2 separate regions of the Salmo salar genome follow, and region 1 is linked to region 2. The links are chromatin contacts, called in public Hi-C maps. All regions are on one chromosome and are shown on one strand. The core of a region is the stretch at or near the end of the contact, and the rest is flanking DNA. Distances in the headings are between cores, read along the strand shown.

Evidence for each region. Hi-C and Micro-C count contacts between places; a contact is called where the count stands out from the background.
Region 1: a contact with region 2 is called in a Hi-C map of gill, with 2.3 times the contacts expected there. The contact joins the enhancer-like site here to the promoter of sec22bb in region 2. A contact is called at or near these places in 2 of 3 Hi-C or Micro-C datasets (gill and muscle).

What each region holds. Positions count from the first base shown.
Region 1 is chrssa10:24,040,975-24,043,674 of Ssal_v3.1, forward strand. notch2 (notch receptor 2) reads left to right here. Exons shown (of 36, transcript XM_014216483.2): 3 at 1,901-2,166; 4 at 2,449-2,700. Among protein-coding and RNA genes, the nearest start is that of slc35a3a, 26 kb to the right of the region's middle. Within about 2 kb of position 1,322, at least 4 of the 13 cell types and tissues checked have an H3K27ac peak or open chromatin away from gene starts, as enhancers often do. A contact at or near this core is called in gill, where this site is marked.
Region 2 is chrssa10:23,995,115-23,997,814 of Ssal_v3.1, forward strand. sec22bb (SEC22 homolog B, vesicle trafficking protein b) reads left to right here and starts at 1,377. Exons shown (of 5, transcript XM_014216481.2): 1 at 1,377-1,637. The coding sequence starts at 1,563. It overlaps LOC106613828 (cysteine-rich motor neuron 1 protein), which reads left to right. Exons shown (of 5, transcript XM_014216479.2): 3 at 13-171; 4 at 331-483; 5 at 632-1,283. The coding sequence ends at 879.

The sequences.
Region 1 (2,700 bases), core at 72-2,571, 46 kb after region 2:
GACAGATTTTTCAAATAAGTGCACATTAGTTTATAGCCATCTTCACAGTAAAATATATTGTTCCCTTTAATCATACAGTATAGGTCTTACTGCTGAAACATAAAACGAATACTAACGTGGACATGGTCGGCTTTGTTTGACAGGCTGCTAATGTGATCTATGTCTGGGGGAGCAGGGGCTGTGTCATCATTCTTTCAGAGGGTTGAGAGGTTGTCATGGAGTAGAGGGGAGTGTAAATTCCCAGGGCATTAGTATTGTTGCGATACCTCGTAGTACAGCCTGTCGATGGTGTGGATAGTGTTACTGGAGAGAAGTGCTAAGACAGGGAGGAGACAAGATGGAGGGATGGGGAGGTAGCTATGCCTGTGGAGCATGTCCAATCGGAGAGAGGTGAGGTGAAGAAGTCTGTGTCACAGCTCTTTGAAGATCTGTTTTCCTTGTCTTTCTAGAGGTTGTGTGTGTGTGAAACAACAAGTGTGTTAAAACAGGTGTGTGAACCCTCGGACTGTGTGATGAATACTTGGGTGAAGACAACACTTACACACTTTCTATTGATCTATTCTGGGCTTCTCTCTGTCATTGATCATGACAGCCGGAGTTTCCCATGCTCTCTCAACCTAATATTTTCAAGCTGCGTTTAGTGTAGAATAAATATAGTACTGTGAGACTTAATTAAAAAAATATTTCCATCTCCATTTCAAAAGATTCAAATTATTCTAATTTACTGTGCTCCTGCATGTTTGTCCGTCAATTATCTGCGAAAAAAATAAATATATTACCGGTTTGAAAAGGTAACTGTGTGTATGGGGGGGGTGAGATGTGAAAGGCTGTGTTTGTGTTCCTATCGTCTGTTACCTGAGCCTCCTCAGGGAGGTAGGTGTGGTTGCCTGTATCTGTGAGGCAGCAGTTCACTCTATGGCTGAGAGTCCCTCGACAATGTGTCGGCAGTGTGCCAGACACACACACACACACACACACACACACACACTCAGCAGCACTGAGGAGCAAAAGGCCCCTGAGACAGTGTCTGTCTAGAGCAGGGTGACTGACCACTGATGATGCTTCAACATCAGTCTCTGACCACAACCAGCAGATAGCACTTAAGAAAATACAGACACAACCAAGACAAAATACCAGACTTAAATACACACACGTCTAGCTGACTACAGTACAAATTACACTGCCAAATAGAAAGAGTCAAACTGAGAGGGAAATGTCAGACCGAGAGAAGCGGAAAGTGAAAGTAGGGGGTGGTGGGACAGGGGTAGGTCATAGAACGGGTGGAGTGCAGGTTTTCATTTTTCCTCTTGTGCAATATTGTAATTCCCTCTGTGCTGTTCGTCATGTGGTTAAATCACTTTACAGAGAGAGAAGAAAAGAGAAATGTATTCCCTATGTCTTGTGACCTAGCAAACACACACACACACACACACACACACACACACACACACACACACACACACACACACACACACACACACACACACACACACACACACACACACACACACAAGTTCCAAGTGCTTGTCCAACTCCACATACGATTGTTCTTGTTTTTAGTTTTTGCCACTTGGGTAACTTCCATGTAAAACCACCTCGTCACATCCTTCTGCTTTTTGATATGTCAAAAACCTGACCTTGCTGTCACCCTTTCAGTTCTTTTCAAATTTCTTAGCTCCAGCGAAATTAACATGAATAGTCCAAATAGTATTTTCCCTGTATGAATCACACACACCCTCTCCAACATAAGATTCTCACACTATGACATGTACTGTCCACTATTACTGCTTCTCTTTCTCTTTGATGTATAGTGTTTGTTGTGTAGGTTTCTATAGCTGATAACGTGCTGTCTTTAATGTAGTAGCTAGCTGAGAAAACTCCTATTGTCCTCTGTCTACAGGTGTGCCGCAGGCTTCCTGGGTGAGTACTGCCATCACAAAGACCCGTGTCATCCTGGTTACTGTCTGAATGGAGGGAACTGCTCAGTGGCTGTGTTGGGCATCCCGGGCAGCCCCACCTGCTCCTGTCCCCTGGGCTACACCGGGCAGCACTGTCAGACCCCCCAGAACTCCACCTGCTATCCCAACAACCCTTGTACCAATAGAGGAGTCTGCACCCTGCTCTCCCTCGACAAGTACAAGTGCCAGTGTGCTCACGGATGGACAGGTCAGCTCCTCTCTGACTCAAAAGTACTACTGTACAGTCCATTCCTGACAAGTCCTGTGCAGTTCACTAGTCCAAATCCCAATACATTATTTCCACGATTCGTCATATGTTTGGTACACGTGTTCAGGACAGTTCTTAGCCTTTGCTTTGATCAGAACTCTGTACTGTATGTTGTGGTCATGATACGTAACCAAGGTTACAAGGACATGAGGCTCTGTTTCCCCTATTTTTCTGTTATATAACCTTATATAAGCCCACTCATCTCTCTCCCTGTGCATCCAGGCATACGATGTGAGCGTGTGGACACCTGTCTACCAGGACCCTGTGCTAACGGAGGCACCTGCAGCTCTCTGTCCGAGGGCAAGTTCAGCTGTACCTGTCCTGCAGGCTACTTGGGTCCCCGCTGCCTCAATGACACTGACGAGTGTGCTGCCTCCGCCCCGGTGTGTCAGAACCAAGGGACGTGTGTCAACACCCCCGGCTCCTACAGATGTAACTGCGCCCCCGGGTTCACCGGCCGCCACTGTGAGACCC
Region 2 (2,700 bases), core at 127-2,626:
GTCGTGTTCCAGTGTTACTTGGGCATCAGGCAGACCCCCTGGCAGACCCCCTATGCCCCTGGATGTGGGGCTGCAACGTCAGGGCAGGGGCCTGTGACTGCTACACCCTACAGACTTGTCACGCTGCCTTCTCCTATCACAGTTTGGACCAATGTCTCAAAACATTGAGAGGTGAGATATATAGACCTAGGCACCCATGTATACAGACACACACAAACTGATAAGGTTGGAAAGTACTGTAGCCTTTCAATATTTTGTAGAATGAGCTCCAGCTGTATGTGCTTTTGAAGTTTTAGGCATATGATTGAACTTTGGCTATCGATTTTCCAGGGGATGAGCTCTGGAGTGAGATGGAGAAACAAGGGGAGCATATATGTGTGGAATGGGGCTGCGAGTTGCAGGGAAGCCAGTGTGTGTGTATGGAGAGGAGCTGCTACTCACCCACACCATTACTCTCTGAAGACACCTGTGAAAACATGCTGCGTGAGTTTCACCACAAAAATAATAACCAACTGCTGCAACACAATAGAGTAAATCTATATTTTGCAAACAATATGGTATTCAAAAACTAAACGTGAACATCTATACATTAATCTCCGTTCCTCTTTCTCTCCACATGTCTCTATCTCAGAGGGAGCTCGCTGCAGCAATGTTATCTGCCCTGAGGTCCAAGTCCCTTCCTGTCCTGCTGATTCCTTCCTCACTGAGCCTTACATTCCTCATGGCCAATGCTGCCCCCTGGTGCCAGCTATCTGCACATGCAACTTCGATAAATGCCCGTTGGCACCCCCGACCTGTCCTCCTGGCCAGCAAGTCCACCGTGTGGAGAGCAGGGATGGTATTCCAGGGGCTTGTTGCCACCAGTACCAGTGTGTGTAGGGTTAGGCACTGCTTAGGCAGCAAAGTGTGATGAGATGATGACAGACAAAGAGAAAGAAGAGAGAAGGGGTAGACAGGCCAAATGAAAGTGCCAGGACCTCACACAGAGCTGGACTCGACAGACAGGACTCCACTGGTTAATAGCTGATGGACTGCATGGGCAATTTTATATGCATTATGACTCACACATTGCCTACAGTTTTTATTTCTGAAATCATGGCATTAATAGCTTTTTTGAGCAACGTAGCCTAAAAGTAACTAAAACCATTTAACTAAATTCTAATACATTCTAATACATCACTGATAATGGGTTGGGAGGAATAGGGTACTGTGCCCGTGGTAGGATACTGGATGTCATGTGCACATTTTCATAATAAAGGAAACAATAGACCCCTCTTTTCAAATGACATGAGTCGTGATTTATATTTTATGCATAGTGGTCATTGTATTTAATCCCAGAGGCTATTCGATTATAATAAGTGAGGGAGTAACGCGGAAGCTTTGAGGCGTTCCTGTCTGGGATGGACGGACATATTTGAGCGACACCCAAAGCGCTAGCGTTTCCGGCCAGCTCAGCGCGTCCGGAGTGTTGTGTTGTCAATCTAGCTACTGCTGTCATTAGCTTTCACTTAGCGACACTGTGGCGATCACTAGTGGTGGACAATAACAAATTCAGTTCCAAAATGGTGCTGCTGACAATGATCGCTCGGTTGGCGGATGGACTGCCGCTTGCCGCCTCAATGCAGGAGGACGAACAGGTTAAGATTTTTAGTTTTCCTAATGCCATGTATGTTAGCTTGAATTGCTTGTGCTAGCTATCTATCGACCCACCTACTATTGGCAAATAGTTGTTCGCTGGTGTGCTACGTGTGCAATATGGACCTTGTCATCTATGCAGGCCTACTTTCTTCTTTCATATTATATGAGCTTGATTGTGTCTGACATTGAAGTCCAGATGGACTTATTCCAGCTGTGTCAGAGTAACAGGCAGCTAATCATTTAATGGTCTAGCTACAGATAATGTGTTTAAACAAAGATTGTTGGTATCCATTAGTGGGATAGGTACTGTTTGGTGTAGCTTGGCAATGCTTTCTTCGTCCTCGATACGTAGTAACAGGAGTCTCCATTAAATGGCCATGTCCAGTTGCACGGGGTCCGTTCGAATTCAGAAAATGTTCCGTTATTAAAATAAGTACTTTTTTGCTCCTTTTAGTAATCCAACACTGCCATCTTGTCTATTTCAAGTATTCTCTAATTGACCGAGACAGGTGGGTGTCTACACCGAAGTGCCGCATTTCTTGATCAATGTGCGAAGACTTGAAATATACAAGATGGTGGTGTACACGTTGTTGGATTACTTAGACCCCCCAAATTATTTATTTTAATAAAGGAGCATTTTCTAAATTCAAATGGACCCCGTGCAACTGGACATGGCCATTTTGAGACTCCTGTTTCCACAACTCGAGGACGAAGACAGGGTCCCCAAGCTAAGGTTGGTCGAAAATGCTCTGCTACACCAAACAGTACTTATCATGTAATGTATACCAAAAATCTACGGTTAAATCACATTATCTGGTGTAACAATCTGTAGCTGCTAATGGCCAGGCGTTGTCAGCTCATGTGATCCATTTGCTTACCATTTTGAATGTTGGGATACTGTATCTCCTTTGGTTAATAAAGTAAGTCCATTGAGTAAATTCTGCTCAAGTTAATTTGCGATTTGTGACGGTCTACTGTACTCCCACATTAAATTGTTTATCAAAAGCATCATTCATCCTTGTTATTTCCTTGTAGTCGAAGAGAATGAGGAGGCAATGTATT